Linked DNA regions of Mus musculus: regions 2 and 3 are each linked to region 1. Evidence: chromatin contacts called from public Hi-C data. All regions are on one chromosome and are shown on one strand. Each heading gives the region's core, a stretch centred on a gene start, on an enhancer-like site or on the middle of the called end of the contact. The rest is flanking DNA. Distances are from core to core; before and after follow the strand shown. Region 1 has its middle 43 kb from the start of Gm46687. Region 2 has its middle 21 kb from the start of Gm52427. Region 3 overlaps Gm14635 (predicted gene 14635).

Region 1 (3,863 bases), core at 573-3,072:
ACTTCTAGCGGCGGCAGCAGCAGCGTCTTCAGACACCGTGCGGTGATTCGCTCGCTTTACAAGGTCTTTCCCCCTACCACCCTCCTCACCACTTACGCATGTCGGGAGAGTCTAGGAGAGAGAGTGGGGGTCTCCCCGTCCTCGAGGCCACCCACCTCGGTCCGGGACCGGGTGTGGGCCGCAGGCCCAGAGAGGAGGGGAACTAAGAGGTCTCTCCTACTTCCTCTCATTTCTCTTTCCCTTACAGCCTGCCCACCTTCCGCTTCCCCATCGGAACACGAAGGGCCTAGGTCACTTGGCCGGTGATTTCCTCGGTGCCCAGCCCAGTCCGCGGGGTGCAGTCTCCCTCTCCCTGCCGCTCACGACCCTCTCAGGGCTCCCAGCCGCGGAGGCGCTGGGGTGAAGCCCCCTCCTTGCTTCGTTTTCTAAAGTGCCTGCAAATACAAAAGCGGTTCCGTAATGCCTTCCGTCTGCGAGAGCCGGAGGACCTTGGCTGACCTTTCGGAAACTGATTGCAACTGCCTGTTAACAGCCCGTACTGACCGCACTGAGCGGAGCGGAGGACAATCATTTAAGTGACAGACGGCGAGGTGGCCCCGGCTCAGTTGAGCGGCCTGGTTAAGCCCTCCCCTCCCCCCTCCCCAGCTACTCCCCCAGCTCCGGGTGCACTGCGGGCCGTGGCCAGCTCTCTGGAGAGCGGGGAGGGCGCACCGTGAGCGCCTGTGAGTGTGAGTGCGTGTCTGCGATTATGGGCCGAAGGGTTAACCCTTTGCAGAACGCCGCCGGGGTCCTTTGAAGCCGAGCGCTGCCGGCTTAATCTGCCATTTGCAGAAGAGGAATAAAGAGGCTGCCTTGTCCTACTACCCCTAATGGGTAAACTGTACTCTCTTAGCGTGACCCGGTCACTGTCCCTGCTGCTGCCGAGGAAAGATCTCGACCCTTGGATCTTCTGCCATGGCGCTATGTAACCTCCCTGCGCTTTCCTCTTTTTCCTCACAGAAACAAGGAACAGCGCGGGGACAGCGCAAAGCGTCCAAAGGCTTTAAGGTTCGCGATGCAGTGGACGTGGGTGTTCCTGGTGTTTTCTGTTTTGGAAACTGGAAAAAGGGGAGGTGGGCTCACAGCAGGAAGGGCAGGTGGGGGAGGGGGAGGCTGGTGACAGGGCACCTCGGGCTTCTCTCTCTCTCTCTCTCTCTCTCTCTCTCTCTCTCTCTCTCTCTCTCTCTCTCTCTCTCTCTCTCTCTCTCTCTCTCTCTCTCTCTCTCTCTCTCTCTCTCTCTCTCTCTCTCTCTCTCTCTCTCTGGAGAGATCGCCAGCTGCTCTCCAACAGGCAGCGCCCTGAAATCTATTTAAAGAGAGGGAAAGGGGAGGAGAACAAAGGGGGAGGAGGGGGGCGGCGAGAGAGCAGGGAGGATCCGCCGCTCCGCGGGCACATCAAGCGCTCACATCTGTACACTCCGCGATCGATGGGGAGAATGGATAATATTTGTCAGCTGCAGACCTTTCTCTTCCCGGTTCCCAGGAAGGGGAGGGGGCAAGGGAGGGGGAGGGGCAGGCAGACCAGGCGAGAGAGGCCGCGTCAAGGACAGCGCGCCTCCCGCTGCAGCCGCACGGAAACCCAGTGCCCAGAAAGCCGGCAGATTTTTTTCTCTTATTATCATTATTAATTATTTTTTATTATTCCACAGCAGCCAGCGAGCGCTCAGCCGCGCCCCTCCCCCGCTCGCCTGCCGCCTCCCTTTGTTGATTTTCAGCTGCAAGCGTGGCGGGCCCGAGCCACCGCCGCCGCGGAGCACGATTTGCTCTTGCGCCCTGGGTCGCAGCTGCGGCCCAGGAAGTCAGGGCTCCGCCCCCGCCCCCGCCCCCCGAGGCGCGGCAGATCCTGTCCACCAAGCGCGCGCGCGCGCGCGCGCACACACACACACACACACACACACACACACACACACACACACACACACACACACACACACACACACTCATCGGTGGCCAGCCACCAGGCTATCCTAGCAGTACTTTGCTGCGGCTTTGCGTCCCCCAAAGCCCAGGCGCTGGCTGCCTCGACCAGGAGCCAGCCGTGGGCCGCACACCGGCCTTCACCACCCCCTTCCCCGGCCGCGGCACTCTGATGCCGCCACCCTCACACATGGTCTTCATTTAGCACACTAGCGGCTCGCTTCCTCTCTGCTCTTCTCCTCGGGGCTTTTCAGAGCGAGGAGGGAGGTTTAGAGGAAGTTAGAAACCTTGTGAGCCCACGGGGAAGGGGGAAACCCTCGTTAGCAGTCTGAGCTTCCGAGACGGAGGGGAGCGTCCTACGGGGGATAGGACAGAGCCTAGGTGCCCTCCCCTCCCTTGAATGTTAGGAAGGCTAAGTGAGAGGTGGCAGTCTCACCCATTCGTCCTTTTGCCTGTTAGACCTTATATCGCTAACCTAGTGGTGCCCTCAGCTAGTTGGAGACGGATTGGGTAGGGTGGAGTGGGAGTTGATGGGACAGGCAGTCAACGAATGAGACCTAAGATAGCTCAGACTGACCCAACCGTAATGGCTAGCTCACCAAACCTTTCCCATTCACCCCAGGTTGAAAACCTAAAACGGATGACCCACCAATTGGCCTGGGTCCACTGTGTTGCGGAAGATGGAGGAGGGGAGCTGCAGAGATTCGGGGTTTATTTGTATACCCTCATCCTCCTGCGATACCAAGCCAGCCAGAGGTGGCGTCCCTGACTGCTCTGCGGTCCTGGGCAGGGCAGGAAGCTGGCGCGGCCGCCGACTGGGCAGGCACCACTTGGCCTAGCCCGCTGTTCGCTGGAACTCGCGAAGCACCATCACTCTGAGTTGAGTTCCCGAGACTCCGGCCTGGTCACCCTGAGCTGTTTTCCTCCCACATCGTCAGTTGGCCTCTCTCGCAAGTCTCCTGATCTCCCGCCATCTGCTTTTCCCTTCCTTGACCGATCTCTGGAACTTCGAAATACATTCAACCGCCTTTTCTGAGATTCAAAGTTTTGTGTTTCCCCAGGGGTTAGCAGCCTAATGCTTCCCCCGTTTCCCGGAACAAAGCAAGTATTCAGCCGGGAGGGGGGCAGGCTGAGTATCCTCTCCCAGCAGCGCCTGGCGCCTGTGCAGGTTCAGAACACTCTCTTTTGAATGCAGGTGCCTTGGTGTGAGTGAGTGTGTGTGTGTGTGTGTGTGTGTGTGTGTGTGTGGTGGTGGGGGGGGGGGGGCTTTCTTTCCTCCGTCTCTCCGGGGAGCCCGAGAGGACACTTGTGTTTAGGCGAGGTTCTCACCCCGAGCTAGGAGGGCACACACTCGGCTGTTTACAGTGTGTCTGCTGCTGGAGATCACTTGCCCACACTTGACAGCGCGGGGCACCCTCAGGCTGCCAGATCCTCGAGCACTTCGCCGGAGGCTTTCGCAGTACTGGGGCCAGGGTGGGCAAGGAAAAGCGAGAGGTCTCTTAGAATTTTGAGGTTTTGCAGTCCACAGATCCCCCACCACCACCACCACCATAACAAGAGTCTGGATCGAGTAGTCTGTCAAAGGAGTTTAGGGGAGGAGTGAAGAGCTCACGAAGCGGGGTGAGATTCAAAACAGTCCTTGGGCTACCATCAGACAGCCTATCCCCATCCCCCAGTCCCGGGTGCGCCCTGGACTCCACTCGCGACTCAGAGGTGCCTCTCTCTGGACAGCGCTCCGCAGCTCCACCTGTCTTTGCCACCCTACGCGATAGACTTCTCACCCCAAGCAAGGAGGGAGGGCTACGCTAGCTGTGACCACGAGCGCCCCGGCTTTCAGCCGTACAGCTCGGCCTTAGATCCCGCTCCAGCTCTTCCCTTCTCCCCGGCCTGTGGCCCGCTCCAGGCGC
Region 2 (3,863 bases), core at 620-3,119, 220 kb after region 1:
CATTCATGTCAGACTCTAGCCTGGGCATCTTCCCTGTTCCTCAGGCTTATATGTCCCATTGCCTCCTTGGCCTTGCCACCTACACGTCCAACAGATATAAGAAACCTGGTGTGTCCCCACAGTTGACCCCTGTGCTGCCTTCACCATGGTGCTGGCTCCAAACCTCGGGTTGTCTTTGAGCTCGCTCTCACCCAAATTCAATTTAAAAATTTTTTCTTTTACAGTTATTTATCTTGTGTGTATGCATGTGTGAGCGTGGCATGTATGTGGAGGTCTGGGAACAACTTGCAGAAGTTGTTTTTTTCCCTTCTGCCACATGGATCCCAGGGATTCAACTCAGGTCATGAGGCTTGGCAGTAAATGCCTTTGCTCACTGAGCCATCTCGCTCCGTTCCGCACATTCAGTTCAGCTGGTATTGGCGATTCCACCTTTAGGGTAATCTCAGCCCTTCTCATACATACTCATTTGGCCCAGCCTCCACTCCCTCACCGTGAATGGCTGTAGCCCCCCACTCTCTCTCCACTGTCTCCCCACTTCTCTTTTGTTTATATCCCATTTCAGGCTTAGCATAGCACCATGGCTGATTATAAGAATCCACACCATATCATGTCACATGTTCAAAGCCCTCTGATAGCTTTTGATCTTACTTTGGGTAGCCTCAGGACCTCCTTCCTTGTGGTCTTGCAAGCATGTGCAAAATGGTGCCTGTCTGTTATGCTTCCCAGATCTTCCTGGACTAAGGTCCTTTGTGCTTTGTCTACCTGGGACTCTCTCTCTCTAGTCATTTGCAAGGCTGCCCTCTTCATTTTTTCTTTTCCTTCTCCTACCCCCATAGCTCTACCCTGCTCCTCCTTAGTGTCAGCTGAGGGATCACATGTCCTTCTTCTGGGCTGTGTTTATCGCCTGTGCTATCCCTGTTGGAGTGTATGTCTCTGGTGGAAGCAATGATTTAGCTTGCCATGTTTTCATTGGTAACTCCTTGGTGCTTGGAACAGCACCTGGCACACAGTAGGCACTTTAAAGTATTTGTAAGATAAAAGATGGATACATGGATGGGTGAATGGATGGATGGATGGAGTGGCAGCCTTCTGGCTGTCATGCAGGCAGCATCTGAAAAACCAGAATACTGTGTGGCAGGAGCCTTGCCAGTCCTAGGACTGGGTAAACAGAGCCTGAAAGCTCACTGAGAATCCACCTTGGAATTCCGTTCTTTCGGCCTCAGTCTCTGCGTGGTCCTGACACAAAGAGTAAACAGTGTGGGGACTATATACCTTGCTCCTATCCCTCAGGACCTATGCTTGCCGCCTTTTGCCTGGCTACGTTTCAGTTCATAGGCAGCAATAGTTATGCAGGACTCACTCTTGGGACTATTACTCTTGGAACATCTAGAAACCTCATGAGCTTGCAGTGCCATGCCTGTTCCAGGAGCCTTTGGCATCCTATAGAGATAAAAAAGAGACATAGCACATCTGGAGCTGGGCTTGCAGGCCTTCAAGAACACAGGCCTCAGCTGAGTGAGCATGACAGTGTCTAGATGAAGTGCTTAATGTACCCAGCGATACAGGTCCTAAATGACATGTGTGTGCAGCTTGCACACCCATAAAATAGGCCAGTGATGCAAGGTCCTTGGGAGGATTAGATATCCCTCTTAGTGGTGTCCTGCTTCCCTGGAGGATCAGGATCCTTTGTGGGGATCTGGAAGAAGCTGGTGCCTTGCTGCTAAGATCCCACAGTTCCCGCGTGTTCCCATCTGGAACTCGGCTCAGTTACACGTGTCTTGTGGCTAGCTTTGTTTTCCTGATGGGCTCCTGAGCCCTTGGCTGCCTGCAGCCATTCTGAGATTTTTCTGTGAGGTTCATTAGCATTTGCTGGCAAGCTGAGATCTCATTACCCAGCAAAGAGACTGGCAAATCCCGGGTCTCTCCTGCCCAGTGAGCGGAGAAGCAGCTGGAGGGCCAGGCTCCAGCCTTGGCCTCGAGGAACCGCTCCTGATTGCTCGCCTTCACTCATCCACAGCTGTTTGCCTGTAAATTGAAGAGCTCAGTGGACGATCCAGTTCTGACAGCTGGAGTCCATGTGCTAGGTGTGATGGCTAACTGGACCGGACCGACTGCCTCATACGCCTACAGTTCTGCTTTCCTGCCACTATGAATGGACTGATGGTCTCCCCCCAAACTGTGAGCCAAAACAAGGCCCTATCCCTTTTTGGTTGTGTCTGTTGGGTATTTTGTCACTGTACGGGGAAAAGTAAGTGTCTAACCCCTGAGCTTCCTTCCCAGCTCTCAAGTGGTCTTTAAATGTCCTGTCTCAGAGCTGGAAATAAAAGCCTCCTCCCTATTCTCTCTTTTCAAAGTGGTGCCAATCATTTTGAAGTTTGGAGACGATTCATTTGTATATCCAAGGGGCCTCCCATGTCTCTGCTAGAGTGTTTTCTGATCCTGAGTATGTATGCTGGCCTGGGGGAAATCCCAGGAAGATGTCCAGATAGGACAATATGTAATGTGCAGACACACCCAGGATCACAGCCTGTTCACTTTTGGTGGGACCACTCTAGTAGACTTTCCATAAAGATGTTCTCTGTGGTCCCTGGGGGCCTTGACCCCTAGTTACCCACAATTCTCTGCTCAGTAAAGCATCCTTTTCTAGTATCCTCCCACGCCATTTCCCTAGTCCCTCATCATGAGGTGGCAGGCTGAATCTTGTGCCCTTCTAGAACTCACATTTAGAGTCCTAAGCCCCAGAGCCCTGACATGTGATTTGACATAGGCTTCTGAAGAGGCATCAAGGAACTGGAGAGATGGCTCAGTAATGAAACAAAATTGCTGCTCTTCCAAAGGATCCAGGTTGGGTTACCAGCACCCATGCCTAAAGGCTCACAACACCTGGAACCCATGCTCCAGGCAATCACACATTTGGCTAATGTGGACACAACTCACATGCACATACTCACATGCAAACAAAAATACCTATCCGTAATTGAAAATAATGAAGGTAAATGTTTAAAGAGGCAATACACTGAAAACAAGGCCATCACAATAGACTTAATCTAATCGCATGGATAGGTTACACTGGTAGGTCCTTACTGTGTATCCAAGACTGAGAGAGGCCTGAGGCTGAGATAGCAAGGTGTCTCTGCTTATGGTGGGCTTCCCTGGCTACTCCAGCCTCTAGACGTTAAAGGAGCACTAGGCCAGGCTGTGGTGGCATATGCCTTTAATCCCAGCACTTGGGAAGCAGAATCAGGCCTATTTCTGTAAGTTTGAGGCTAGCCTGATCTATAGAGAGAGTCAGGGGCAGCCAGGGTTATTATACAGAGAAACCATATCTCAAAATACACCTCCCCCCCAAAACAAGGAACAGAGCCCTAAGAGCCCCCAGTAGCTATTAAATACCTGATAAGTCCTTGCAAGAAGAGGAGAGTAGAACTCTAAAAGAAGAAGCAAGGTTGCTTGCAGAGAGAGATGATGACAGGAAGACACAGAGAAGGTGGTCCCGTGCAAGCAGAGAGACCTTAAGAACCCAAGCCCACCCAGGTCTTCACCATGTAGTTCTAGTTTGCATAACCATGGGAGGACACTTGCCTGTTGCTTCTACCCCCAACAACATTATTTTGTTACAGTGTCCCCAAATAAGCCCCTCAATCAAAACTCTTTGGCTCAGTGTATACTCTTTATTTGTTTGTTGTGGGTTGAGAGAATGAAGCTGGAAGACACAAGACCTCCTTCCCTTTCTGCCTGCCTCTCTTCCCACAGGGTCTCCTCAACTCTGTATTCCAGGCTGGCCTCAACTCATTATATAGCCCAGACTGTGAGATGACAGATGTGAGCCACCATGCCTGGCTGAAAAGGAAAAAAAAAAAAAA
Region 3 (3,863 bases), core at 604-3,103, 210 kb before region 1:
GAATCTAAGGGACTTGAGCACCCGGGGCCTTGGAGGCCTATGGGGTGATGGAAGGCATCCTGCTACCAATTCCCAATGGGAATAGAAGATGACTGTATTTACCTCATCGGATTGTGCTGTGGCTCCAAGAGAAGGGGCATGGAAGGTGTCCAGCAGAAAGTCATTGTTGCCGGGCGTGGCGGCACTCGCCTTTAATCCCAGTACTCGGGAGGCAGTCGGATTTCTGAGTTCGAGGCCAGCCTGGTCTACAAAGTGAGTTCCCAGACATCCAGGGCCATACAGAGAAACCCTGTCTCGAAAACAAAAACAAAAACAAAAACAAAAACAAGAAAGTCATTGTGCTGTGGGGCAATTTGACCAGTAGGGAAAATACAGGAGGTGAGGATCCGCAAGTCCACAGGCTGGAGTCTCCTGGACATATATGGCAGAGCGGAGAGCAGCTGCAGAAAAAACACAGTGAGAAAGCAAGGAGATAGGACGGGGCTCCGGAAAGGGCTCCCAGCCGTGCCTGGTTACTGGGGCTACCATTTCCCTTTCTTCCTTGCTTATAGGAGCTCTTGATAACTATGCAGTGACTTGGATGAGTGTCTCCCAAAGTCAAAGTGTGTTAAAGGCTTAGTCCACAGGGTGGTGCTATTGGAAGGTGATGGAATCTTTGAGAGGCGGAGCCTAGTGCGAGGTCCTTGGTCACTAGGGGTGTGCCCTTTGACCTGGATCCCAGTTCATAAGATAAATTGCCTGCTCTGCCCTGAACTCACATTGTGACGGGCTGCCTCAAACTAGTTAGCCCGCCTAATCCCCAAACAGAACGTCCAGAACCATGAATCAAAAGAAACCTTTTCTTTCTATAAGTTAATTGTCCCAAGTGTTTTCTTATAGTAACCTACAGCTGAACAATACAGGCTGTATATTCCTTAACCAAAAGAAAAACTAGCCCAAAGTTTGCTCTAGCCAAACAATTCAACGGCAACACACAGCACAACAAACAAAGCTGAGAGCTGGGATGCGTGAGTATTTGTTGCAAGAAGAGTCAATCGAAGACGATCGAATGAATTTAAAGCAGCTAAAATCCGCACAGAACCTCCTAGTTCCTTCTCCACCTCCACCACACTAGGGTAGCTTGGAAGCTAGAGAAAGAGGGATAAAATCCTTTAGGCAAGCATTCTTCCCCCGGCCAGAATCTTAGTGAAGGTTGGGGGATCCACCAGGCAGCTCCATGGGGGCACCCAGGGGACCTTAGTCCGAGCAGCTCCTACTGATTCATTTTCTTGAAAGGAGCTAATCCTTGCTCTCTCTCTCTGAGGGAGGCCTCTGCCACAGCTTAGCTTCCTCACAAATGTCAAATGACCTCATCCTTATGCCTCCTGTGCAGTCGGAGTGTAATAAAAACAATGGATGCACACGCAAAGTTCAGGCCTAGCCATCCTGCACTTAATTGGATTCGAGGAGAGGAAGCAATACTTTCTCCCTCAATAGCCTCACCTCCCATAATCCCTTCTCCAGTGGAACCGCCCCTACCACTACTGACGTCACAATGTGGTTCACAGACTCACCACGTCCACATCACCTGGGTGCTAGCTACGAATAAACAGTCTCGGACCCCCAGACCTACTATCTGGGCTGTCACCAGCTTCCTGATGTGGGTGCCTATTGCAGGCTATGGAGGAGGATGCTTTGCCAGTTGAGAGACATACAGATGGCTACATACCACACCCAGAGATTCTGAAGTCAGTGGTGTGAGAAAGGATGGGGCTTCAGAAGAATTTCAAACTCTCCTGAGAATCTACACTGAGTAGTCCTGAGAGCCTTCAACAGGGTAGGGGATAGGAATTTATTCCCAAAGGATTTGTGGCTTGCAGCTGGGGTGGCCATAACATTCCTCACACATGAGCTGGCATCGGACCTCCCCAGAAGGCTTGTCACAGAGCCGGCCTTTGCAATCAGCAGGCCTGGGAATTTGGTTTTCAGTAGCTGTTGCTACTTTGCTTTGTGCTAGGAATTTTGCTCAGGGCTATGGGTGGATCTCAGAGTCTTTCTTACACATCAGGGTAGCCAACTGCTCTACCACTGAGCTACACCCCCAGTCCTGAAAGTGTGTCCGTCTTTCTCTCTCTCTCTCTCTCTCTCTCTCTCTCTCTCTCTCTCTCTCTCTCTTTCTTTCTTTCTTTCTTCTTTCTTTTTCTTTCTCTCTTTCTTTCTTTTTTTCCGAGACAGGGTTTCTCTGTGTATCTCTGGCTGTCCTGGAACTCACTCTGTAGACCAGGCTGGCCTGGAACTCAGAAATCCACTACCTCTGCCTCCCAAATGCAGGGATTAAAGGCATGGGCTACCACTGCCTGACAACTCTAAAACTCTTAAACCCCCAAAATAAAAGCCTAAAATTAAAAAAAAAAACAAAAACCCAAAAACCCTAACACACTCTAAGATCCTTAAAAAAAAAAAAAAAAAAAAAAAACAGAAAAAACACTAAACATACACTAAAACACCCAACTCTAAAACACTCTTCTAAAAACCCTACAAAACCCTTTTTAAAAAAACTCTAGCCAGACGAAGGTGGCACACGCCTTTAATCCCAGCACTTGGGAGGCAGAGGCAGGCTGATTTCTAAGTTTGAGACCAGCCTGGTCTACAAAGTGAGTTCCAGGACAGCCAGGGATACACAGAGAAACCCTGTCTCGAAAAAAAACAAAAACAAAAAACAAAACAAAACAAAACAAAAAAACCCACACAAGAACCAAAAATGACCCTAAAACTTTTTTTTTTTCCCAGATAGGGTTTCTCTGTGTATTCCTGGCTGTCCTGGAGCTCCCTCTGTAGACCAGGCTGGCCTCGAACTCCGAAATCTGCCTGCCTCTGCCTCCCAAGTGCTGGGATTAAAGGCGTGCGCCACCACAGCCCGGCTGAAAATGTGTATTTCTAATGAGTTCCTTGGTGAAACAGATGGTTTGGAAACCTCACAGAGGAACACTAGGAAGGATTCTTGGCTTCACCTCTTGAACCTTCTCCTCAGCCCATCTGTGTACTTGTTTATAAATATAAAATGGACTGAGAAACACCCCACCCTTTGGTCTGGAAGTGTAGCATAATCACAAAGCACTGCCTAGCAAACACAGGTTCTGGGCTCCATCCCTAACACTGGAGGGGGGGGGGGACCCTTCCACCCTTGGTATCTAACATTCCCCAGTATCTGAAGGGACTTTCATTACCAACCATTTCTCCAAGGCTGTCTGATAGCTCTGACCCATCATTAGCAAGGATCCTCTTAACAGTGTACCCAGATCCCCGCTTATGCCTGAAGCCACCTCTTAGTTCTTTTCCATCCTCGTTTCTTGCCTGTAGATCATTCAGGCTTGAACCTGATTTATCTCCCCACCGTAAGACACCCCTGTACCCCGCTGCCGAGGTCCCTGTATCTACTGCGATAGCTCTGAACACAAGCTTGGCCTAGTGACCTTCAATAGGGGTCACCTTTTTCTTTTTCTTTTTAAATGTAGTCCCTTTAACTCCACCTAACCTAGATGATCCTCATGACAGGCCTCTGAGGTCATCATCCGGACCTGGGTTAAGAAATGCAGAAAGTGAGGCACAGGGCAGAGATAAGTGATTTGCCTGAGGTAGCCTAGCTATAATGAGTGTGGAAGGCGGAGCTAGCTCTGGGGCCCTAATTCTCTGCCAGGTGCAGTTCAGTTTAGGAATGAGTTTGTTTTAAGAACAACCTGGGGCTCTTTCTTCTGCCAGAGCCTTCCTCTCAGCCATATCAGCACAATCAGGCAGGGGAAAGCACCAGAAGGTCCTGCATCCTCCTTCTTGTCCTCTGGGGCGTGTTTCCCAGCTGCTCAGGGCCTGCTGCTGTTCCCTAAAGA

The links. Hi-C and Micro-C count contacts between places; a contact is called where the count stands out from the background.
Region 2: a contact with region 1 is called in a Hi-C map of cerebral cortex, with 4 times the contacts expected there. The contact joins two enhancer-like sites. A contact is called at or near these places in 3 of 484 Hi-C or Micro-C datasets (the C2C12 cell line, cerebral cortex and muscle stem cells) and 1 of 115 datasets of contacts at active chromatin or transcription factors (embryonic stem cells).
Region 3: a Hi-C map of the C2C12 cell line shows a contact between it and region 1, with 4 times the contacts expected there. The contact joins two enhancer-like sites. A contact is called at or near these places in 17 of 484 Hi-C or Micro-C datasets (the C2C12 cell line, the G1E-ER4 cell line, the HL-1 cell line and 5 more), 10 of 115 datasets of contacts at active chromatin or transcription factors (embryonic stem cells, extraembryonic endoderm stem cells, large pre-B cells and 2 more) and 1 of 9 other capture datasets (embryonic stem cells).

What each region holds. Positions count from the first base shown.
Region 1 is chrX:12,133,585-12,137,447 of GRCm38.p6, reverse strand. It overlaps a transcript of Bcor not described here. Among named protein-coding and RNA genes, the nearest start is that of Gm46687, 43 kb to the right of the region's middle. Within about 2 kb of position 1,822, at least 257 of the 459 cell types and tissues checked have an H3K27ac peak or open chromatin away from gene starts, as enhancers often do. A contact at or near this core is called in the C2C12 cell line, the N1E-115 cell line, cerebral cortex and 1 more, where this site is marked.
Region 2 is chrX:11,914,202-11,918,064 of GRCm38.p6, reverse strand. No RefSeq gene overlaps it. Among named protein-coding and RNA genes, the nearest start is that of Gm52427, 21 kb to the right of the region's middle. Within about 2 kb of position 1,869, at least 2 of the 459 cell types and tissues checked have an H3K27ac peak or open chromatin away from gene starts, as enhancers often do. A contact at or near this core is called in cerebral cortex, where this site is marked.
Region 3 is chrX:12,345,096-12,348,958 of GRCm38.p6, reverse strand. All of the region lies in intron 1 of Gm14635 (predicted gene 14635), which reads left to right. Among named protein-coding and RNA genes, the nearest start is that of Gm14635, 8.0 kb to the left of the region's middle. Within about 2 kb of position 1,853, at least 30 of the 459 cell types and tissues checked have an H3K27ac peak or open chromatin away from gene starts, as enhancers often do. A contact at or near this core is called in the C2C12 cell line, the N1E-115 cell line and trophoblast stem cells, where this site is marked.